2 separate regions of the Danio rerio genome follow, and region 2 is linked to region 1. Evidence: chromatin contacts called from public Hi-C data. All regions are on one chromosome and are shown on one strand. The core of a region is the stretch at or near the end of the contact, and the rest is flanking DNA. Distances in the headings are between cores, read along the strand shown. Region 1 overlaps grin2bb (glutamate receptor, ionotropic, N-methyl D-aspartate 2B, genome duplicate b). Region 2 holds the start of grin2bb (glutamate receptor, ionotropic, N-methyl D-aspartate 2B, genome duplicate b).

Evidence for each region. Hi-C and Micro-C count contacts between places; a contact is called where the count stands out from the background.
Region 2: a contact with region 1 is called in a Hi-C map of embryo, with 2.5 times the contacts expected there. The contact joins the promoter of grin2bb here to the enhancer-like site in region 1. A contact is called at or near these places in 4 of 18 Hi-C or Micro-C datasets (embryo, hematopoietic stem cells, skeletal muscle and 1 more) and 1 of 4 datasets of contacts at active chromatin or transcription factors (caudal fin).

The regions. Positions count from the first base shown.
Region 1 is chr1:48,659,900-48,665,928 of GRCz12tu, reverse strand. It overlaps grin2bb (glutamate receptor, ionotropic, N-methyl D-aspartate 2B, genome duplicate b), which reads left to right. Exons shown (of 15, transcript NM_001128337.2): 14 at 141-379; 15 at 4,856-6,029. It overlaps LOC141386248 (a long non-coding RNA gene), which reads right to left. Exons shown (of 5, transcript XR_012407908.1): 2 at 127-405. Among named protein-coding and RNA genes, the nearest start is that of si:ch211-243a20.3, 29 kb to the right of the region's middle. Within about 2 kb of position 3,973, at least 5 of the 62 cell types and tissues checked have an H3K27ac peak or open chromatin away from gene starts, as enhancers often do.
Region 2 is chr1:48,834,428-48,840,550 of GRCz12tu, reverse strand. grin2bb (glutamate receptor, ionotropic, N-methyl D-aspartate 2B, genome duplicate b) reads left to right here and starts at 4,518. Exons shown (of 15, transcript NM_001128337.2): 1 at 4,518-4,668. The coding sequence starts at 4,642.

The DNA of each region.
Region 1 (6,029 bases), core at 2,724-5,223:
AGCTCACAAACGTACAAAAAACACACAGATGGAGAGGCAGAAAGTAGAAATTCAAAGACGTACAAACAATCGCTCTCTGTTTCTAACCCACATGCAAACCAAATGCTAAAAATGGCAGTCATTTACCTCTGTGTTTGTAGGTGAGATGGAGGAACTCGAGGCCCTGTGGCTGACTGGCATCTGCCACAATGAGAAAAATGAGGTGATGAGCAGTCAGCTGGATGTAGACAACATGGCCGGTGTGTTCTACATGCTGGGAGCTGCAATGGCCCTGTCCCTTATTACGTTCATAGCAGAGCACCTCTTCTACTGGCAGCTGAGATTCTGCTTCATGGGTGTGTGCTCGGGCAAGCCTGGCATGACCTTCTCCATCAGCAGGGTGAGTGCCAGCTTTATGTTATTCATCTGTAAGCAAACATGCACTTGGGTCGTCTCAATCACTCGCCTATTGCACCAACCTGATTTCACCAAGTATAGGACCCGTTCCTAGATTTACATCTATGTTGAGCCTGAAACAACATTTCAATCAGCCAATCAGAATTAAAGGGTACATTTACCAATTATCAAATGGTTTAGGCTTACTGTTAGGTTTATGCACTTCTACATGATAGTTATCCTACTATTATTCCTCTCTGATTTTGGGAATAATTAACAGTTACGGTTGGGTTAAGGGGTAGGGAATAGTTATGGATAACATTTTCGAACAAAACTAATGTACCAGGATCAACATAGATGTTAATCCAGTATCGCATCATACTTGGCAAAATCATGGCGTGCCACATATTGTGTTCAATTATAAGAACTACAGACCTCAATTAGACGATTTAAGATAGATATGACACTGTTTATCATTTTATGAATTAGCATCTTTGTCTTGTTTACCAGTAAAAATGTATTGAAATGAAAGTTTGGATAAATTAGGTCATTCATTGAGAAAATTTGTCTTTTTGTTTTGACCTAAACATCAAGTTTTCATTAAACTATAATTTAATTAAGTTTAAATTCTATTTAACAGTAACATTAAAGTGGAAGTGAAGCAGTCAGCCAAGTTTACATAATTTTCCACTTAAAAGAAAATATTTGTTACAAACTCGATTAATGTAACCATTTTGAAGACAAGAGCATGTTTGACTGCAGTTTTTAGAGCTAGGGCGTCGCCATCTTGGAATATCGTTGTGTCTGACATCACAGGGTTGGTTCTGTTCCCTCAGCTGAACAGATACAATGGAAGTAATGGACTAAAAACGGAGACTACAAAGCTAATTTAACCCAATGAATGATCTTGTGGATGTGCATCGCAGAGCTGGTGCAAACACAAGCATCAAAGTTATGTCTAAAATATACAAAAGATATTTACATTTTCAATTTTTCGAATAGTTTTTGTTTGATGCGCTTTAGTCCAGTCTTGATTAAAATAATACATGACTTAAGTCACATCTTTCCGGATTATGTCAAGACATATCCTTTTCAAGTCAATAAACTCAATCTCTCAACCTATATAAAGGCTGTAAACCTGACATGTGAAAAACGATGCTGATATTACTTTGTTTTAAATGCAAAAAGAGGTGAGGGGCTGTAGTATTGAAAAGTAAAAGTACCTGCCTCCATGATGTTGGTACGAGACCTTGTTGAAACCCAGTCAGGCAGCGTAATACAGTGAGTGAACCAAAGTGCATAGAATGACTGGTAATTAAAAGATTTTAAAAAATGATAAATTAGACACAACTCTGATGCTTGTATTTGCACCAGCTCTGCGATGCGCTTCCACAAGTTCATGCATTGGGTTAAAATATCTTTGCAGTCTCCGTGTTCAGTCCAATACTACCATTACTGTCCAAACACACATTTGCTGTGTAAAACTGTATTACATGTGATGTATTATGTGAAAAGGATACATACAGTGCATCCGGAAAGTATTCGTAGTGCTTCACTTTTTTCTATTTTTTATGTTACAGCCTTATTCCAAAATGGATTAAATGCATTTATTTCCTCAAAATTCTACACACAACAGCCCATAATAACAATGTGAAAAAATATTTCTCTAAATTGTTGGAAATTTATTAAAAATAAAAAAACTGAAAGATCACATGTACAGAAGTATTCACAGCCTTTGCTCAATACTTTGTTGATGCACCTTCGGCAGCAGTTACAGTGTCAAGTCTTTTTGAGTTTGATGCCAAAAGCTTGGCACACCAGTCTTTAGGAATTTTTACCAATTCCTCTTTGCAGTACCTCTCAAGCTCTATCAGGTTGGATGGGAAGTGATGATGTACAGCCATTTTCAGATCTCTCCAGGTATATTCAATAGGATTTAGGTCTGGGCTCTGGCTGGGCCACTCAAGGACATTCACAGAGTTGTTTGTAAGCTACTCCAATTATATTTTGGCGGTGTGCTTTGGGTCATTGTCCAGCTGGAAGATGAATCATCACCCCAGTCTAAGGTCAAGAGCACTCTGAAGCAGGTTTTCATTCAGGATGTCTCTGTACATTGCTGCATTCATCTTTCCCTTTATACTGACGAGTCTTCCAGTTCCTGCTGCTGAAAAACATCCCCACAGCATGATGCTGCCACCACCATGCTTCACTGTAGGGATGGTATTAGCCTGATGATGAGTGGTGCCTAGTTTTCTCCAAATGTAATGCCTGGCGTTCACTCCAAAGAGTTCAATTCAGTCTCATCAGACCAGAGAATTTGTTTCTTATGGTCTGAGAGTCCTTCAGATGCCTTTTGGCAAGTTCCAGGCGGGGAGTGGCTTCTGTCTGGCTACTCTACCATACAGGCCTGATTGGTGGATTGCTGTCCTTCTGTAAAGATCCAATCTCTCCACAGAAGTACGCTCAGACAGAGTGACCATCGGGTTATTGATCACCTCCCTGTCTAAGGCCCTCCTCCCCTGATCACTCACCTTAGATGGCCGGCCAGCTCTAGGAAGAGTCTTGGGGGTTCCAAAAATCTTCCACTTATAGATGATGGAGGCCACTATGCACATTGGAACTTTCAGAGCAGAAGAACATTTTTCTTTAACCTTCCCCAGCCTTGTGCCTCGAGACAATCCTGTCTCAGAGCTCTACAGACAATTCCTTTGTCTTCATGCTTGGTTTGTGCTTTGACATGCACTGTCAACCATGGGACCATATATAGACAGGTGTATGCCTTTTTAAATCATACTTAGAGCTTCACGGCAAAGGCTGTGAAAACTGCTGTACATGTGATTTTTCAGGTTTTTTATTTTTTAATAAATTTCCAACAACTTAAAAAAAATATTTTTTTCACATTGTCATTATAGGGTGTTGTGTTTAGAATTTGAGGAAATAAATGAATCCATTTTGGAATAAGGCTTTAACATAAAAAATGTGGAAAAAGTGTAGCGGTATAAATACTTTCCGGATGCACTGTACATGCAATTATGCTTAATTTAATTTTGATTTGTGGGTGGTACAGGCCAATACTTTTCAATCCCCATATTGTGCTTATGCAACATTTGGAAATCCAACCCTTGATCTTGAGCAAAAAGGCCAAAAGCAGCAGTCTCACGTTTTAGACACCGAGGCATCAAAACACGCCTCAAGTCATTTGGAGTGGTGCCATGACCCAGATAATGCCAGGGATGAACACACAGAGTGAATATCAGTTTATGTGACCAAATTAGCAAATGACTTAAACCTGGCTATACCCAAGTTATTCAGTCTTGTGGGGAAAACTAATACAATTTTGATCCGTTAGCCAGCAGGAATATGTTTATAACCAGATACAAGGAAACTGATTTCAAACTCAATATAATTCCTTATAAGATGTAGATGGATGTCGAAAGCACTGTTACTGTTGGGCGAGTAAAAAGAATGCAAAGCGAATAGAGGCGAAAAGAGGCAACAGACAAAAATGAAGAGAAAGGCACCCCTCAAGAGAAAGCAGGAAAGAGAAAGAGAAATAAGATAACACTGAATGGAGAATATGTTCCAGCCCAATCGGATTGAAGGGTCAGGAGATGAATGAGAATAAGAGTCACACTGGGAAGGATGACCTGTGTTAAAAAAAGACAGAAGGTAGAGGAGATAAGAGGAGATAAAGAGAAGAGGGAAAAAAAAATACACAGGAGTGGATAGACACTAAGCGTGACTAAGAGCGAGACAGGAAACATTTCTGACATGTTGCCTCACCGGAGGGACCGATCGCCAGTAGAAGAGTAACCTTTAGCCTTTGAAATGTTTTAAGGAGAATTCTGCTTGTTCCACGTGCGTTTCATGCATTAATTGTAATAAAAATGTTTTTATGGTTGATGTTATTTAAATAACTTTAAAAGACATTACAATATTTAAAAGACAATGAAGTATTTCTTACAATGACACATTAGCCATATTACGCAATTAATTTGTCATGGCAGTCATGAAGGGGAGAGACAGAGAAGTAGACAGTGGTGGCAGCTGAATTTTAATCGCATTGATTGAGACACTGATAGGCAGTCAAAACCACAGAGTTACTGCAACCCTGTCACCATGTCATCATCAATCACAACCTCTTTCACCCCTGCCGTTTCTCTTTCTTGAACAAATTCTATTTTCCTCTCTCTCCTTTCAACTCTTTCTGTCTCCTTCATTTTCCTTTTTCTCCTCTTGTATATATGTCAGAGGATTAAAGACAGTGATGAACAAACTGTTGATGTTAAACATGGCTTGTTAAAGAAAATCCCTAGAAATGAAAGGTTGGCCTTGAAAGGTTTGATTTGAACCTTTCATCATAATTGTGAACGTTTGGTGTTAATTATACATTTCATTAAATGGTGATCTAATCCCACATTGTTTGTTCCTTCTCTTTTCCTTTGTTTTTGCTTTTGTTTTATTTTTTTCTGTCCATTAGGGGATCTACAGTTGCATCCACGGTGTTCAGATTGAAGAGAATAAATCAGCTCTTAACTCACCATCAGCCACTATGAAGATGAACATGAACAACACCCACTCCAACATTCTCCGCTTGTTGCGTACTGCCAAAAACATGACCTCTGTGCCTGGGGTCAATGGTTCACCCCACAGCGCATTGGACTACAGCCACCGTGAATCAGCCGTTTATGACATCAGCGAACACCGGCGCAGCCTAGCAGGCCACTCAGACTGCAAGCCTCCACCGTATCTACCAGAGGACAACATGTTCAGCGACTATGTAAGCGAGGTGGAGAGGACTTTTGGGAACTTGCACCTGAAGGACAGCAACCTGTACCAGGATCATTACCTACACCACCATGGGGGATCTGAACTGGCTCTCGGTATGTCGGGTCCCCTGCCTAACCGACCTCGTAGCTTAGGGAGTGCCAGCTCATTGGAGGGTGGGTACGATTGTGACAGTTTAGGGGGAGGGGTAGCGCCCATCTTTACCACCCAGCCACGGCAGTCGCTGACACATCGGAACAGGGAAAAGTTTGACCTGATTGCAGGTCACCCAACCCAGTCAAGCTTCAAGTCTGGCCTGCCTGATCTATATGGAAAGTTCTCCTTCAAGGGTGGGGCATCCAGTTCAGGGTTTATTGCAGGACATGACAGGTACTGCGGGGGAGGTGGGGTGGGATCGGGAGGGGACGATGGAAACATTCGATCCGACGTGTCAGATATTTCCACTCACACTGTGACCTACGGGAACCTTGAAGGGCACAGCAAACGGCGCAAGCAGTACAGGGACAGCCTAAAAAAGAGACCCGCTTCTGCCAAGTCTCGCCGTGAACAGGATGAAATTGAGCTTGGCTTCAGGAGACGTCCCCACCACACTATCCATCATCATCACCACCATCATCCAGCAACACAAGCACACCGCTCAGCCACCCCTCCTGTGGAGCGCAAGAGCCAGAGAGGTGGTAACTGCACCTCCTATCTGTTCAGAGACAAAGAGAATTTGAGGGACTTTTATGTAGACCAGTTTCGAGCCAAGGAAGGCGCATCCCCATGGGATTTGGATTTAAGTGATGCTCCTGGAATGGGTGGAGGAGTGGGACTGGGCGGAGGCAGCTGCGGTGGAGTAGTTAGTAGCGGTGGTGCTGGGGGAG
Region 2 (6,123 bases), core at 3,269-5,768, 170 kb before region 1:
GATAATTACACTACAAATATCCATAAATTAGCAGTTTTCCTTGTTTTGTAATTCATGTTTTTATTTTATTTTTTTCCTCATATATTTATGCTTTTGAATTGCATTAGGATACCCAGTTTGAATGTCATCACTCGACTGAATGGGCGTTATCGGTGGTTATCAGCTGTTAGATATGGGTCAGGAGGGGTCTTCTGCGCCTACTGGTAGGCTCAGAAAGCTGTTTATTATCCATCCACATGGTTAATAGAGAAGACTCCAGATGCAGATCTGTTTTTACATTACTGTGACAGTTGGGTTTAGGGTTGGGGTAGGGGTAGACGTTAATAAAATACAAATAATGAGAAATTTAATAAATATTATAAATAATTATCGTGGTTAATCAGCTATACTAATAGAGAAGACTCCACATCCAGATCTGTTTTTACATATACTGTGATGGTTGGGGTAGGGGTAGACCTTAATAAATTCAATTAATGGGAAATTTCATTTATTCATTTTCTTTTCGGCTTATTCCCTTTATTAATCTGGGGTCGCCACAGCGGAATGAACCGCCAACTTATCCAGCATGTTTTTACGCAGCGGATGCCCTTCCAGCTGCAACCCATCACAGGGAAACATCTATACACACCCATTCACACTCATACACTACGGACAATTTAGCTTACCCACACAGAAATGCCAACTGACCCAGCCAAGGCTCGAACCAGTGACCTTCTTGCTGTGAGGAGACAGCACTACCTACTGCGTCACCGTGTCGCCTTAATGGGAAATGTATTAAATAGAATAAATAATTCTCGTTAACTTCTGTCTGCAGTCATATGTGATCTATAGATGACTAACCATGTGAATGGATGATAACATCCCCTATACTGGCCCATATCTATCAGCTGATAACCATTGATAACGCATATTCAGTCGAGAGATAACATTTGAATTGGCTGATTGTGGATCTTGATCTTTCTTCTTTAACCCTGAAAAGTTTGAAAAAGAGACTTTTATAAACTTTTTAAATAGTTTAAAATGAGTTATTGCCTGGGTTGGTGTTGTATATTACAGTGCAAAAGCCTTGTTTCTCTACAACAGCTTTATTTCTCTATATATTATTTCTTATACATTATATGTACAACTACAAAAATGTCAATAAAAGTCACTTTGTTCAACTGTAGAGTTGAATTTTCAACACCCAAAGTCAAACAGATCAGAGTCGACCTCCCATAATGCAATTTACAACCGTAAATAAATGGAAAACACTTTTACAGACTTGTTTACAGGGGAGTCAATAATTAGAGCTAAAATGTTTAATGTTCTTCTAGGTGTAACTTATGCGCTCCATCTCAAAATCAAATTGCAATATGGTTGCTGCTTCAATCCATATTACACCTTGTCTGAACTGGAATTAAGAAGACATTCTCATCCTTTTTCTTTCTTTCTCTCTGTCAATTGTGCAGTAATCCTGCAGAGGGACCCCTCTCATTCTTCTTTTCTTTGGCTCACTCCTACTCCACAGCGCTCTGTCCATAAGGGAGGGGTGCAAGAGAGAGCGTGAGTGAGTGAGTGAGTGAGTGAGAGAGCACAGACTCGAGGTGTGGAATTCTTGGGCAGACATCGCAACCATTACACCTCTTCCTACTGTTCTGCCTCAGTCACTGTCTGTGGAAAAGGGCTATTATTTATTGCAAACGGAGGACTCCTTCAACAGAAGCCAAAAGAAAGGGGGAGAAAGAGTGGAAAAAAGAGTGAGAGAGATAAGAAAGAGAAAGAGAAGAACTAAAGCAACAACTGGACAGCCGGAGCAAACTGACTGCTCTCCCTGTTTAAAAGAAAGGAAGGAAAACGGAAGGCACTGGAGTATTTGTTTTTTTCTTTCGTTTTGTTTTTTTCTTCTTTCTCATCGTGGTGCTGGGAGGCACATCATCCTTTCAGTTGTTCGCTCTCTCCATCATTTGCCTCCTGATCTATTTCTCCATTTATTTGGTGTATAATTTTGTCTATTTATGACGAGGCAGGGGCGAAGAGAAAGAAGGGGCAAGTTTTTTTCTTTTATTTACTCTCGTTTTTGACTATTTATGACCCCCTTCATTCCCTCACCTGTCTCTCCTTCCCTCAGATCATCCCCTTATCCCTCCATCCCTCCCTCCATCCTTTCATCTGGAAAGTGTGATGCTCCCTGAATGAAAGTTGGTTGGAATTGCGAAAGGAACTCACAAGCCATCTCCTTATCGTTTTTTTTAAATTCGTTTTCTTTCTCTTTCTGTCTTTTTTTTCAAACAGTTCTTTTGATCCTCCACCATCTACCCTCACGTATCACTCTTTTTTTCCCTGGATGCTTTAATATTCTTCTAGGTAGGTTTGACGGCTTGTTTAGTGTCTGTCCGGTCTGTTTGTCTGTGTGTGTGTGTACTTGTGTGTTCCTATTTTTACATGTACATAAAACACACATCAACACACACATACACATACACACACCGTCATTAAACGAATGGACAGTCAGGTGTCAGGAATTAAAAATCACTTCTCCATGGCCATTTTCTCCCTTCTCCAAACGTGTCCATCTTCCACTGTCACCTACAAATAGGAAAACATTTGTTCTCTCTTTCTTTTGTAACACACACTAAACACATAAACACACTATCATGCACATCTGGTCTTGAGCTGCCCGTTCAGAAACATTCTCCATTCATCTCCAGTGCAAGCATTGGTGTCTTTTATTTGTTCGAGAAACGGTTGCAGACACATTTCAGATGAGCTTCTGCTTCGGTTCTTTGCCTGAGATGGGTGAGGTTGGCGTCACTGCCTCATTCTCTCTTTATGGACACATTTCCAACTTGTGATTTGTGTTGTCGACAGCCTCCTCTGAGCTGTTGAATCATGAAACCTGAATTGTGAACAATAAATTGGTCTTTGCTCAAAAAATTGATTAGGTTTTAGTGCAGCAGTCATTTTTTGTTTCACCTCCTTGCCAGCTTGAGTCCATTTGCGCTGTTATGGTCACTCCTTCGTTTTATTGAGTGTTTAATTTTCTTCTGTCACTCGCCTCGGTTTTATCTGCTCATCCTTTCCTTTTTCGGACAGGCTGTCATCGCATCTCTTTTTTTCTTATCACCACCTCTTGATTTATTTGGAGCATCTGTTATTTTAGCTGTTGTACATGACCACTGTATGACTTCAAGCTCATTAGAGAATGAAAACTTTTCACTCCCCACTGTAAGTTATGTATACCTCCTAAATGATCCTTTTTAAATCAGTTTTACACATCATTTGATACATTTCGTGACAGAATTATTATTATTTTTTATTGATATTCTTTCGATTTATTTCATGTAATATGTTTTATTACCTCTGAATATGGAAATTAAATAAAATTAAAAAATGTTGTCAGTTATTTAAGTTTATGAAGGGGATGGTGATCCAAGAACTTCATATGGAAAGAAATCAGAGCATCTCCTTTTTTCATTCATGCTGATGTTTTATTTTCTGTGCATCACTTTTAAGCTGACGCTAACTTTTTTGTGATTGCTTCTATGTAATCTCCTGAAATTCAGCTTCAGATGTTTTATGGAAATTTCTTTAGACATCTTAAATCCATCATCACCATTTTTTCTCTTGAATGAACTTATAAGACTTTTTTTTTTTTTCTTACAAACAAACCTATTATTGGGTGAAACGGATATATCAAAGGAAGGTCAACCATCTTGTCTTGTTTTTGAATGCTTGCACTCGCCCTCTGTCTTGTGTATCATGTTTTTGTAACATTACCCAAATAATGATGAAATGCCACAGGACAGTTAGACTGGTAAGTAACATGACTAAATATCACACATAAATATATTAGTATGCATTTGTAAGTGTGTCCCTGTTTTTGTCAAACACCTGTCCCCTCTGTGCTCCAAAATAGTTAAGCATTTATTATATTAGATCAATTGAAATATTTGAACAAAAGGGAAAAAAAGATCTCATTTAGTTATTTAAAGTCATCAAATTAGACCTTTAAAGTCATTAGACTGAAAATCTGACAATACTTCTGTTTTTTCTGTTTCTATAGTGTCATGAGAAGGACTCGGTCCTGAAGGACTTATATGGATACCTGAACCAATGACAATATAAGACCAGACAGCACTTCTACAAGCCTCTCACTACTGGATTCTGCTGGACATCGAGATACTCCAGAGTTTGTGGACTTGTTTACAGATGAAAATGAACTTTTAGTCTAACCAAGAAACTCTTTATCTTCTTCTCTTTTTTCATTTTATATTACATTTTGTAGGCCTATCTTTGTCCTGGTTCATTTTCAACTTTAATATCCATTTCTTAGATTTGATATAAGACTTTTAACTTTTCTTGAGTGACTGAACATCATTCGCATAGCTCAAACCTTACTTGTCTTTAATTTTGTCTTCATTTCTGAGCCAGGCATCTTCCCTACTTTTCTTGAGTGACATTTCTTGATAGTTTTGATTCAGTGTAGCCTGTGCTCAGCCATCCAGCCTGGAGTTTACTTTTGTCCACGGTCTTTACACCACCCCTACTTTTTCTTACCAATCCTTCAAACTACTTCAGCGGTCAGTAACACCTTCATCCAGGGCTATGAGAGGACGAGACAAGACCCAGCTCACATCATCATGCAGGAGTTGAGGAGAGACAATGGGAGTTGGGCTGGCAATGTTCAAGGTAAGAAATGAGCTTTGCTTTACTTTCTTCTCTATTGTTTTTTTTTTTCTCCGGCTATGTTGTTAATTAAATTATTGGCGTTACTCAGCAAACACTTTTGTGTTTAATAGATGTCTAATAGACATCTAAATGTAGACAGTTTGACTAAAACAAGGCTAAACTTGATCTGTCAGTGAAAATATGATAGACATCAAAGAATAGCCCAAAACTAGACTTGTCAAACTGACAGATCATACAGACCCTATATGTGTAGTCATTCATTTCTGTTTATTTAATGACTAGTCTAGTCTTGGCCTATTCTTAGACATCTATTAGATTTTTACTGACAGCCAAAATTTAGTCTTGTTTTAGACTATGTTTATATGTCTATTAGACATCTTTTAAAAAAAAATGCTTGCTGGGTATAAGGCCTATTACAACTTAGTGAATAATATGCAAAAAAAAATAAAATAAAAAAGATTTTAAAAGAAATCAATGCTTTTATCCAGCAAATGTGCACATGAATCCTGAAAACAAATCAGGACAAAAATTTATTTCCAGCATTGATAATTATAAGAAATGTTACCTTGTGGCAGTAAATGCTGAAGTAATTGTGCAGAAAATTGAGCCTGAATCAAAGGAATTACCACTGTAAAAAAATTCTGGGTTCCACACAATCAATTTGTGTTAAGACAACATGAAGGAATTAAGGTAATCTATTAGTTTTTTTTTTTTTTTGCAAATTAAAGTGGATTTAACATAAAACAATTAAGTTGTCCCAACAAAATCTCAATAATTGTGTTGTTTCAACCCATTTAAAAAAGTTACTACAAATATTTTTTGAGTGAATAATATTTTGGGCTGCATGGTGGAGCAGTGGGTAGCAGGTTTGCCTCACAGCAAGAAGGTAGAGTTTGCATGTTCTCCCCATGTTGGCGTGGGTATCCTCCCAGGTGCTCTGGTTTCCCCACAACTCCAAAAACATGTGAATTGGGTAGGCTAAATTGTCCGTAGTTTATGTGTGTGAATGATGTGCAAGGATGTTTCCCAGTGATGGGTTGTGGCTGGAAGGGCATCTGCTACGTAATGCATATGCTGGATAAGTTGGCGGTTCATTTTGCTGTGGTGACCCCAGATTAATAAAGGCACTAAGCCGAAAAGAAAATGAACAAACAAATGACATTTTAAAATATATTAATATAGTATAGATTTTTTTTTATTAAAAATAATAATTCACAATTGTAAATGTTTTCTCACCTCCATTAAAAGGCCATTAATGAGAACAAATTGTGTCTATAGTAACAAAATCGACCAGAAGGGCCTAAATTTACCATGATAAGAAAGAAAGAAAGAAAGAAAGAAAGAAAGAAATAAGTGTACATGCAAATAAGAAAGAAAGAAAGAAAGAAAGAAAGAAATAAGTGTACATGCAAATAAGAAAGAAAGAAAGAAAGAAAGAAGTGCACATGCAAATAA